Linked DNA regions of Bombyx mori: region 1 is linked to region 2. The links are chromatin contacts, called in public Hi-C maps. All regions are on one chromosome and are shown on one strand. Each heading gives the region's core, a stretch centred on a gene start, on an enhancer-like site or on the middle of the called end of the contact. The rest is flanking DNA. Distances are from core to core; before and after follow the strand shown.

The links. A called contact is a pair of places that touch in the nucleus more often than the background predicts.
Region 1: a contact with region 2 is called in a Hi-C map of middle silk gland, with 2.7 times the contacts expected there. The contact joins the promoter of LOC101743014 here to the promoter of LOC101742289 in region 2. A contact is called at or near these places in 2 of 7 Hi-C or Micro-C datasets (middle silk gland and whole pupa).

What each region holds. Positions count from the first base shown.
Region 1 is chr24:8,023,103-8,029,738 of ASM3026992v2, reverse strand. It overlaps LOC101743014 (RNA polymerase-associated protein Rtf1), which reads left to right and starts at 5,047. Exons shown (of 19, transcript XM_004923106.5): 1 at 5,047-5,214; 2 at 6,574-6,636. The coding sequence starts at 5,146. It overlaps LOC101743159 (transcription factor MafK), which reads right to left and starts at 4,109. Exons shown (of 4, transcript XM_004923107.4): 1 at 3,662-4,109; 2 at 2,942-3,060; 3 at 2,212-2,314; 4 at 1,475-1,809. The coding sequence starts at 3,709. The coding sequence ends at 1,663.
Region 2 is chr24:7,818,013-7,824,583 of ASM3026992v2, reverse strand. LOC101742289 (rRNA 2'-O-methyltransferase fibrillarin) reads left to right here and starts at 4,884. Exons shown (of 8, transcript XM_004923101.5): 1 at 4,884-5,080; 2 at 5,487-5,657; 3 at 6,052-6,130. The coding sequence starts at 5,068.

The sequences.
Region 1 (6,636 bases), core at 3,798-6,297, 200 kb before region 2:
TAGAAAGGGCAGTGCTTCGCAGAATCTACCACCGGATCGGAAACGCGACCCACTGAGAAAATCCGGCGAGAAACTCAGTGGGACGTGTCTATGGGTTAATTTACTCGTCGAGCCCTTCGTCCCAAGCGATGGGTTCGGCGAGGACGGTGGCGGAAGAAAATGCGACGATTTGACTTCACTGTTGACACATGTCGTGCGAATTCAAAGTTAACATATTTAAATTAAAAGAACCACACTAAGCACTGATTGATTGCTAAGCAGTTCACGTTAAAATTGAATATATATTTAAATAATTAAATAACTTTTTTTTTTTATTGCTTAGATGGGTGGACGAGCTCACAGCCCACCTGGTGTTAAGTGGTTACTGGAGCCCATAGACATCGACAACGTAAATGCGCCACCCACCTTGAGAATAAGTTCTAAGGTCTCAAGTATAGTTACAACGGCTGCCCCACCCTTCAAACCGAAACGCATTTGCTGCTTCACGGCAGAAATAGGCAGAGTGGTGGTACCCACCCGCGCGGACTCACAAGAGGTCCTACCACCAGTAATTACGCAAATTATAATTTTGCGGGTTTCATTTTTATTACACGATGTTATTCCTTCACCATGGAAGTCAATCGTGAACATTTATTGAGTACATATTTCATTAGAAAAATTGGTACCCGCCTGAGATTCGAACACCGGTGCATCGCTCAACACAAATGCATCAGACGCCTTATCCGTTAGGCCACGACGACTTCAAACTTTTACATGGAGGATAGAAGTAACGAGCACTATCTCAGTGTATTGAAAAAGTTTTCGCTGAAAAGGAGTCAATTAAGGTGGCGCTACAGTAGCTTGTGGAAGGATTTTAAAAACAGCGTCTTAAACTACCACACTTCACTCTGTTTACAACCGCTATGTTCATATCATTTCCACTTCCTACACTAGCGCTATCTCGTTGAGTCTTCCAACAACAACTTGCTATTTACAGATGGGCACTTTTCAATTTGTCCCCTATACAAGATCTCGCTCGTGCTCCCATGATCTTGTAAACCTAATAGAAGACAAAAAATGTAGCGCAAAATTATGCCGCACCTCAAAAACTCGACTTTGACTAAACTGTGTTTGTTTTTGTATTGATATTAGGAAAGAAGTTCAATCTATGAGTTTACCTTGAACCAACCACTACTCAAATTACATACCTTAGTCTGTTATTATGTACATGCTGTCGGTTTTTAATAAATGTAATTTCCTTAGAAGCTGTAATCATCAAAAAGGTAATGCGAGTGAAGCTGTAATGCGTTTCGGTTTGAAGGGTGGGGCAGCCGTTGTAACTATACTGATACCTCAGAACTTATGTCTCAAGGTGTATGGCGCATTTACGTTGTAGACGTCTATGGGCTCCAGTATCGACTTAACACCAGGTGGGCTGTGGTGAGCTCGTCCACACATATAAGCAAAAAAAAAATATATTCCAACCAATATTGCCGCATAACATGTTTTACTAAACAGGAATAAAACTAGTTAAACACTTGCTTCCTCACTTTTTTACTCATGCGTCTTAAGTACTAACAGAGTAACAATAGTAGTATTATAGTTTTTTGTATTAAAATATCTCCTATCTTATTTTATTGAATACAATAGTAATTTTAATCCTAATTCCCAATTAAATATAGTTCACGGTAATATATCCAGTTCTGCCGGCAAAGGAATGCTCTTCATCGTCGCAAAACGTTTTAGCGCATCATATTTGCTTCTCAACGCTTCAATCTCTTCCCTTATTCTATTATTTTCGTCCTGCATCAGTTCCATATCGTGCCATTCCTGAAATGTTTAATGAGAAATCAAATGTAACCTTTTTAACACATTTCTCGGGCAATTGTTTTAAAATAAAAACAGTTTTGTTTGTGATGAACTTTAAAGCTTACTAGTTGTTGCTTTAGCTAACTTAACCTACACTGGAAAGTTGATAATGAGCTTCCACAAGTAGGTACCAACATTCAATCTCAGCAATAAAAAAAAAATCATAGATATAAATAGATCTACATGTGTTCCAATTTTGTGTTTAGGACATGAGTTATACGACACAATTAGAGACACAGATCTTTTGTCTCTAATATCCACCTAATAAAAGATAGACCGTATGATTGCACATATACGTCTAGAGCTGCAGTGAAAACTATAGTTTCCACATTTACATTAATATTTCCTCATTTTGTAGCTAACCTGACTTTTCTCGTTCTCGAGTTCATCTTTCTGTTCTATACGCTTGATACGGCACGAGGCGGCATAACCTCTGTTTTTTAGAGTCCGGCGACGTTGTTTCATTCTGTAATAAAATAATGGGAGTGTGATTGAAGTTTTCCTGTAATCAACATAGGAAAGAATCCTAGAACGTGACTATAAAAAAGCTCCAGTAAAAAAAAAGGAGATAGTCTCATCATCTGCTTCATAGCACATCCAGAGTAGAGCTTATACTACCTGAAACTGCTTTGCTACTCCCAGAACTATTTTACTTTTGCCACATACCACGTAACTTTAAAATAGCCCATATCACTGTATTTACCAATTGGTACAACATGTCTTTCTCTTGATTTTGGTAATAGTTTAGCTCTGTCCCTTGAATTGCTGATTTTCTATTGACAATTTTGAAACAAAAAGTGAATCTGTCTAATTACTTTCTAATTATTCTTGGCACTCATTATGACAAACTTGCATGTCCAATATAAGAGTATGCTTATTAACGAATTATGATTTTTTGCTTGTTTTTCAATGAATTATTATAAAATTCACACAACTATGAAATATTTGTGCAATGTAGGAATTGAATCCACAACCCTCGGCCCATCAGTCTGGTGCTGACTACAGCAACAGCATCAGTCAGTTGTTTGTTGTAATGCTTAATGGCATTTTGCCAAAATCATTCAGTTTGATAACAGTAAAAAACAAGACATACCTTACAATCTGATCTCGAGTGAGGCCTCGCATTTTGAGTTGCCTGTTGAGGTCCCTAACTGAGATAGAAACTAGTTCATCATCACTTATCTCTGCACATGGTGTCGGGGATAAAGGTGCCTAGAATGTTACATGAAATTTACAAATTTAGTAGTGTTCAGAATGAAAACATTTCAAATTCTTATATTCTATTTTAACAAGATCTTTGTTTATAATTTGAAATGATTATTACAGTCCAGAAATATCAAAACAGGACTTGAGTTTATGTTAAATCTGCTTGTATTGAATTGTGATCATTTGTTTAAGGAGGTTTCTTAGTGCGCAATAAAATAGACCTTTATTTATTCCCTTGTGTATTATAATATTAATGTATGTTTGTCCCATACGAAAAAATATGAAAAATACACATATCCAAATGTGATAAATGATTAAAGTTTTGAGCAATTATGTATTTTACACTAACGACAGTTTTACATTTGAGTATGCAAAAATACTGATTTGAAATTGTATTGGAATTAAAAGTTGTGACTATTAACATAAATGATACGATATCAAGAAGCAGAGTCGCTTTTATAGCCGAAGTCCCTTTTATTACCCCTACAGAGGAAGAAAAAAGAGATTGGATAAATCAGGTATAGACGTACAAAACGTGGAAATACTGCTAAAAAAACTGTAATTATTTTGTGAGTCATTTTCATAAAAAATTCAAGTTTTAACTCACCATATTAATAGCCTTCCTTCCACCCAGTTCCTTTAAATCGTGAGGCATATTAATTTTTGAGTCGTCAATCCTTTGATTATGGGTCACCCTTTTAGTCGCCTTTCCAGATATCGTTTACTTTAAACTAGGATATTTATGATAAAATATATCACCACTATATTGTTGAGTCTACTATTTAATATTTAATATGATTTTGTATATTAAATTGAAATATAAACATAATTGCGTAGGTTCATGTGTACCTTTACTACCTTTATACTTTTTATTTTATTTTAGGACCTGACCTGGTAACTAGGACCTTTAGGTCAAGATACCTGTAAGATCCTAGGCATGCTAGCTTAAAATATATCGATACTATGATATTTTGACAGTTTTGGTTTGACGTTTCAATAATTTTTAGTCATGATTAACATTTCGATAAACCAGTATATCGATTTAAAATTAATGTTCTGCGTCGTTTTTATAATCCACATCATGTTTATGTATAAGAAATCACGTCTGTTGATTCGCATTTAAGAATTCAAATGAGATGGTTTGAGATGAGAGATTTACTGGTAGTAGGACCTCTTGTGAGTCCGCACGGGTAAGCACCACCACTCTGCCCATTTCTGCCGTGAAGCTGTAATGTGTTTTAGTTTGAAGGATGGGGCAGCCGTTATAACTATACTGAAACCTTAGAACTTATATCTCAAGGTGAGTGGCGCATTTACGTTGTAAATGTCTATGGGCTTCAGTAATCACTTAACACCAGGTGGGCTGTGAGCTCGCCCACTCATCTAAGAAATAAAAAAAATGATTGGAGCTATATTAAAACAATAACAACAAGAAAAAGGAAATAATGCCGAACTAGGTTGATTTTTTTATAAATATTTTTTTATCATCTACTTTATTTCCATTTACACACTAATTAAGTAGGTACGTTTTTTCTTTGCACCATGTTACTGTCAAACACTGGACTTTCAAATGCTTTGAGAACTTTTTGGCAGGAACGCGAGGAGTGAGGGTGTGTGATGTGTTTTATTTTCTGTATTTAGTGTTTCTTCAGGTTTAAATGTGTAATAACGGTAGTTTATTAACTGTTCAGTATCTATGAAAGTGCATTAATGTGGGAAAATCAAACAAAACCACTGAGCGTAACTTCTCGGGATCCTCCAAAAAGTCCACTGAAAAAGTCTCAGTAGATGACCACCATTTTACTGAGATTATTTAAATTTCATCCCATATCATCTCATTTCATTTCATGTCATATTTCATATTAATGAACTTCATTTCATTTCATAATATCATTTTTCATATAATAAAAGTTTTCATTAAAATTAAAATGAAACTTGACTTAAAGGTTTTAGTTACCAGGTTATAAAATCCCTTAAAAAATCAAGTGCTTTGAAAAACAAACTTTAGTCTATGTTTAATTTACGACTTTTAGTAGAAGGAAAACCAAGCAGACGCATTTTACGGCCGTTTTAGTGTTGAATTCATTCAAAATGGCCAAAAGAAAGAATAAACCGTTGATCGATTCTGATTCAAGCAGCGAATGCTCAGATTTGGAGTCAGTAAGTATATTTTTTTTATAAACCGATAGGTTACGAATTCATGTTGAATGCTGGAGTATTTTGTCTGCATTCCTAAGTAATCAGACTGCGTAAATAGGCCAAGTTCAGTGCTACGTTTTCGAAAAATAGTGCTTTAAGCTAATAAAACCTAAATCACGAATACCGCGTTGCTTTATTATCGATTAGTTCAAAATAAATAATCGTTACGTTTTCCGTTCAGTTTTGTATTTCATTAGTTTATTTACTTTGTTGTTCTCAAGAAACGGACATAGTAGCGTGACTCATGTAAAATTTCATACAATACATACACCTAAACGCTACTTTACTCTTTAAAAGCTCGAAACAAAGTAAAAAGCTTATTTATTTTGAATAACTTTCTTGCTAACGTCAAACGCAAAATTTTGACGTGAAAATATTACGAACCAAATTTCATGTTCTTGAGTTTAATAATGAAAGTTTTTTTCGAAAGTTACATAACTTCTTCTTTCAATTTTCTCGTTTTAACAGTATTTATTATGAATTACCTATAATAAAGAAGATTTGGATGTTTGATATATGAATGTATTCTGGATCTTTGACCTCCAAATACTATGGCACAGATGTGTCCTCAAATGATAATTTGGGGAAAAATTATAATACACTCTGAAGCTGAAAGAAAAATGTATAAAAATAAATCTAAATAGATAGTATCTGTGTATAAAAAACTCCATTATGAAAAAAAGTTTTTAAAAACTTAAAAGGTGTCAGTGATATGAAAAAAAGATCTTTATTGTTCAGTTTGGTATTAAGTTTGGTGATGAGGTTAGTTGTCAAATCAGATGCGTAAATTAGTTCATGACACCAGCAGCTCAACCCTGTAATCCTTTTGGTGCTGAGCTTATTTTGACATATTTTGCAGAAATTACTAAAGGATTCTGAAATAAAAAACCTAATTTGTAAAAACTTTAATTTAAAAAAATACAAATATCAATTTTAAATTCACAACTACATAATTTGAAATGGTTTTTTATAAATGTCATTAACTTATTGAAAATGTTATATGTGGACATGCTAAGACACATCTGTACACCTAGTTACCTAATACCTATAATCAAACTGTGCGATACTCGGTATTCCGACACTCTGTGCTTTATACAAATCAAAAGATAGTTGATTTGTTAGACACAAACAATCTGTAGAAATATTGCAGCAGTAATAGAGGGAAAAAGCAATGACACAGATTATACCGATAAAATAGATTAATAAACTCAACAGGTAATATAATTTATGTAGTAGACAATTTTTTACTCCAACAGACCATAAGGCACACCAAAAGCTAATTCTACTTTCAATATTTTTATATGAATTAAATTTTTTCAGCAACTGCTAAATCTCGCGAAAAAGAAGAAGAAAACAGATGTTCAACCCCCACCTAAGCCAAGG
Region 2 (6,571 bases), core at 3,635-6,134:
ACATTTGAAAATTTTAATGCGGCTAACAATTTCATGGATTTAGATATTTTAGAGAAGAATAAATATAGAGCATTCATTCCTACCTTTCAAGTTACTCGCATGGGTATCGTTAGAAATATTCCTACAGAATGGTCTGAAGAAGAAATAATTAATAATATCAGTGTTCCGTTAGGTTGCGGAAAAATCCTAAAAATTAGGAGATTAAGAAGAAAAATCACTGTAAATGATAATAAAACTTTTATTGACACAGAATCCGTGGTAATAACATTTGATGGACAGGTTTTACCTAAAAGAGTATATATGTGTTTTACATCATTACCAGTTGATTTATACATTTATCCTACAGTTCAATGTTTTAATTGCTGTAGATTCGGTCATGTTAGAGCTCAGTGTAGATCGAAACCGCGTTGTTTTAAATGTGGTCAAGATCATACAGGAGATTCTTGTAATGTAGAGGAGGAAAATGTTTCCTGTTGTCTTTGTAACGGCTTACACTTTGCTATAAATAAGAAATGTCCAGAATTTGAAAGACAAAGGGCCATAAAGCAGACAATGGCGAACAGTTGTGTGTCATACTTGGAAGCATGTAAACTTCATCCACCAGTGTATAAATCGTATGCTGATGTCCTTTCTTCAATTCCATCGGATCGTAAGAATCATTCAACGTTTCATGAATCTATTGCCCCCAGCCCAGTAATTGCCAGTAAAAGTCCATCGTCATATAAAAAAACAGTTGTTATGAAACCTCGATCTCCCTTTAAAGGTGATAAAGGTTTTGATCAAAGGGCCCATAGAAATCTTACAAGAGATTACGATGCTCCATCTCCTTCTAATGGCTGTGCTTTAAAATTTAATGAAAATTCCGAATCTCCTGTGGCTGAAATAATTATTGCTCTTATTAATTTACTTGCTCCTAATAACGCTACACCGTCCAACGCAGCTGATATCATAAGACAAATTTTAAACAAAACATACAATGGCTCCACAAATAAAAAAGATGATTCAGTGGAACTGTCGAAGTATTCTAAGTAAAAAGTCTGATCTCATTCACTTAATAAATAAACACTCTCCAATCATAGTTTCTTTACAGGAAACATGGTTGAAAAGTATATATCCTTTCAAAATCAAAGGATATACCTGTATCCGTGAAGATCGTATTGACGTGTACAGTGGTGTTGCTCTTCTTGTAAATAGTGTTCTTAGCTTTAAACTTGTAGATATACCTGATCATAGTTTTGGTTTATCCATTATTGCGGTCATTGTAAATAATATATGTATAGTTAGTGTATATATTCCCCACCCTTCTGTAGAGATTTACAAAGAGTTTATAACTATTATTTTGAATCTTCCTAGACCAATCATAATAATGGGTGATTTTAATGCTCACCATCAAACATGGGGAAGCTCAATATCTAATGAATTTGGAGATATAATTCTTGATTTTGTTAATGAACAGAATTTGTGTATTTTAAATTCCGGAAATCCAACTCGTAGAACTGGTCCTGATCAAATTGTTAGTGCTCCTGATATATCTATTTCCTCCCCATCTCTGGTGCCGTCTTTGACCTGGGAAACATTAAAATTAAGTTATGGAAGTGACCACTATCCTATTATTATTTCATTTTCACACAATAACATAGTAATTAAGGATCATTCTAAACATAAGTCTACAATAAAGTACAATCTATCTCAAGTAACAGATGAGGATTGGAAAACGTTTCAATCGCGTTTGGATATTAAACTTGCCAACTGTGAAAATATTAATAACTTAGATTCCGATGCACAAGCAAAAATTTTAGCTTCTGCTTTTATAGAAACAGCTGATGAAGTTTTCCCTTCTAAAAGCCCTTCTGGTATTTTTATTCCTTCTCCTCCTTGGTGGGACCGGGAGTGCACTCAGGCGGTAAAGGAGAGAAAGGCAGCCGAATTATTATATTTAGAAGAGACTATTACAGAAAATTTTGATATTCTAACAGAAAGCATCAATAGTACTCGAAATCTCTTATTAAAAAAGAAAAGAGAAGGTTTTAAAAAATTTTGTGCTTCGATTTGTCCTAATATCTCACCTTCTGAAGTATGGAACCAAATAAGAAGATTTAGATCTGCATATAAAGAAAATACAGTCAAAGACTTGCCTTATGATCTGGCTGACAAGTTTCTTGATAAATTAGCTCCCCCTTATGTTCCAGAAGAATGTTTAGTTCTTATTCCGTCTGTCCTTCCTTTCTCATGTTCAGATCCAGTTTCAGATTTTGATTTACCTTTCTCATTTAATGAACTGAAGGGGGTAATCTCGAATCTTAAGGACTCTGCTCCAGGTGATGATAAGATTCCTTATTCTTTCTTTGCCCATTTGAGTGATTCTAGTCTCACATATTACCTCAACCTTATAAATTCTATGTTCATTACATGTGTTATCCCAGAGTCATGGAAAAAACAAATTATTTTACCCATTCTCAAACCGGGTAAATCTTCATCAGATGTATTGTCATACAGACCCATAGCTCTCTCATCTGTAATGTTGAAAATTTTAGAACATTTAATTAAAATTAGATTAGAATGGTTTGTGGAAAGTAACAGTTTACTCAGTGACAGTCAAAACGGATTTAGAAGGGGTAAAAGCACAATGGACAATCTTGCTATCTTTATAGTGGATATTTTGGTAGCTTTCTCAAACACTGAATCTATTGTAGCTGGATTTCTGGATATTTCCGCTGCATATGATAATGTACATATTCCTACACTCCTTTACAAATTACAGAAAATAAGGGTTCCTGTTAGACTAGCTAACTTGATTATTACTATAATGTCAAATCGAACTATCATTTTAAACTCTACCTCCTCAGATTCACAACAATCTAGAACTTTATGGAGAGGTCTCCCTCAAGGATCTGTGTTAAGTCCAATTTTATACAATATATACACTTGTGATTTGGAAGAGACCCTTGGAAATCAAGTAAGAATTCTTCAATATGCTGATGACCTCCTTATGTACACCTGCAATAAAGACATACATAAGGCTTGCTTATCCCTTAGGAATTCATTTCTAACTCTTAAATCTTGGTTAGATAATAATGGACTTTCCCTTTCTGCCTCCAAAAGTTCTATTGTTGTATTCTCTAGAAAACGTTCTCTTCCTCCAATTAATATATTGTATGAGAATGAATTAATTTCTGTAAATAGTCATGTTAAATTTTTAGGTTTAATTTTAGATTCAAAATTGAATGGAATTCAACATTGTAATTACATTACAAACAAGTGTTTGAGTAATATGAATATCTTACGTTCTCTTGCTGGTGTATGGTGGGGTGCCCACCCATTCAATTTAAAACTTTTATATAATGCCATAGTAAGATCAGTTTTAGATTATGGTACTTTTTTACTTCAACCAGGGGATGTGAATGCTTTCAAAAAACTAGACTCTATACAGTCTAAATCACTCAGAATTATCACTGGAGCCATGAAATCTAGTCCTGTTACAGCATTACAGGTAGAATGTGTTGATCCTCCTCTTCATTTGAGACGTCAATATTTATCTGATAAATTCGTTTTCAAATCCCTACAAATTCAAAATAATCACATTATTACCAAACTTAAAACTTTAAATGAACTCATAGAATCCTCTTCATTTTGGAAACATAAACAGTTACCATGTTTAATAATTAGCTACAGAAAATATTTGTCTATTCAAACTCCAACTCATCACTCTCATATTTTCCCTCTATTTTGTGTAAACTATATGGCATTGATTTTAAAACCGGATATTCATCTTGACATGGGTGTTTCTAAGTATCAACCCCAACCAAATACTAACTTTAATTTTGTAATAGACCAAGATTGGAATGATTATAACCATATATATACAGATGCTTCCAAACACCCTCAAGGTTGTGTTGGTGTAGGAGTCTATCATTCGCAATCAAAAATAGTTGAAAAGATAAAATTACCATCTGAAACATCAGTGTTCACTGGTGAATGTTTTGGAATATACAAGGCCATAGAATACATTTTGATATTCAAACTAAAGAAAACTTTAATACTAACCGATTCAAAGAGTGCTTTACAGGCTCTTGCAAAATTTCCTTTTAAATCTCAACCGATTTACCCTATTCTCTTAGACTGTAGAAACCTGTTAATGAAATGTATGGATCAAAATCTTATAGTATCATTTGTATGGATACCTAGCCATTGCGGAATTAAAGGAAATGAAATAGTTGATAGAATTGCAAACGAGGCTATCAATTGTGGTGATATTTATTATTTCAAAAATTATAGTCATGATTTAGTTAGTCTCCCTAAAACATATTTGAATAATGCTTGGAGTGCACAGTGGTATAATGGCGTTAAAGCAAAATATTACCGAAGGGTACAACCAACCATTCCTTCCAAACCATGGTTCTACAAATATAATTTTAAACGCCACGAGACTTCCAGTTTGATACGGATGAGATTAGGCCACACGTGTAGTCCGGCACATCTAGCGACGATCGGAGTGCTGGATAGCAGTAAGTGTGAATGCGGTGCGGACATTGGCGATTTAAATCACATTATTCTTTCATGTCCCCTTTTTGATCATTCACTTCTTTATAGTTCTTTATCATCACTTAGTATTCCTTTTCCTATATCTGTACCTTATTTATTACATACAGTAGACCCAGTTATTTATAAAATTATTATCTTGTTCCTCAACAGTTTTAACCTAAAATTATAATTATATATATTATTTATTCTTCCTAATTATATTAATCCTAATCCAATTTTCCTGCCTAAACCTTATCTAACTTATATTTTCTGATTTGATTTTTGCTTCCTAACCTTTATTTTGAAAGTGGCAAATAACACTTGGTGTTGGGTCCAAAAAGAAAAAAAAAAAAAAAAAATCTATGATTACTCTTTTATCTGGCTTGGCAACATCGGCCATTTGAAATGGTCTCATTTCCGGAAGAGGTAGCGCGGCGGCATAGCTCCGCTAGCGTTTTTAAGTTTAATAACTTTAAAGTTGTACCTGGGTAGTTCTAAAGTAGATAAGTTAATTGTGAATTGATGTGAATTGGTTTTACTCTAAGAATGGGCAAACCTGGTAAGTTAATACTTTTTTAATAATATTGTCCGTTAATACCACGTGTGGTTACCGCGTGTACTCGTCCTCGCGTTATGCAGTTTAAGAATGAAATTGTGTAATTTACAAGTTTTCCAAGTACCAATACTGAAATATATCCTGAAAATAAGTTTTAAAAGACCAAAAAACACTATAGAAGAAACTTTTCGAAAATTGCCACTTATTTTCATTCAGATGTAGTAAACTACGCATTAATGTAATTTTTTTAACCATTAGTTATGAATTTTAATAAACAAATTTTAACCAAATTGACCTGGTAACTAAACTGTTACCAATACAAATGCCAGTCTTTTGAGGTTATACGTTCGGCACCACGTTGCGCCGATGCCCGATAATTACAAAGTGTATGTAATTATTTTTTGTCTAGAATTTAATGGCGGTCGCGGAGGAGGCGGCGGTCGCGGCGGTTTCCGTGGAGGTCGCGGCGGTGGCGGAGGCCGAGGTGGCTTCGGTGGCGGCCGTGGAGGCGGCGGTGGCGGCAAGTTCGAGAAGAGAGGCGGAGGCGGGGGCCGTGGCTTCGGAGGTAGAGGTGGTGGAGGTAAGATATTACTTCGATAACCTACTAAAGTGACACCACCACGTGTCAAACATAATTAATTCCCATGAGAGTAAATAATAGTAAAGTGAAATAGATTTTGCTCAATATAATAAGTACCTTTTCGTTATAAAAATAACTTAATGTATATTTTAATATCTAGTTATTTTGATAAAGAAAAGGTGAGCTACTACAAATGCCTATAATAAATTTAGTAAACCATTTAGTTTTCTATTCACATTTATTTCACTAATCAATATGATGATCAAACGGTCCCTCTAATCTCGACCTATTCGTGAAGACTATGATACCACATACCCACTTCTGATTGAACAGCCACTGTGATTTATTACAAAATGTTATGGTAATATTTTATTGAGGAGTTGGTTTGTTTTAGGCCGTGGTCGTGGTCGTGGTGGTCCCCCGAGCAGGGGAGGCTTCAAAGGCGGAAAACAAGTCATAATTGAACCACACAGGTTTGTATTAGTTGATTAAAAATATTGATGCAAATTCATGAAGAGATTCCTTCAAATAACTCTTCTCTTGCTACAACATCATACTAATTTACAAGTAAAATATTTATAATTGAGAGAAAATATTTCAATTATACTCTAGTTGTTATTGGCATACTTATTGCAATTGTCTTTTTTGATCTTGGGCATCTATGTGGTTACTCGTTTGGTAATAGCTATAACATATGTGAAACTTGATATAACTGGAACCCAAGGATAGTTGGCTGAACATATATGCCTTCAAGTGACTTTTCTACATTACATCGTAATACTAATTTATAAGTAATATACGTATAATTGAGAGAAAATATTTCAATTATACTCTAGTTGTTATCGGCATGCTTATTACAATTGTCTTTTTTTATTATGGGTATCTACATGGTTACTCATTTTGTAATAGCTATA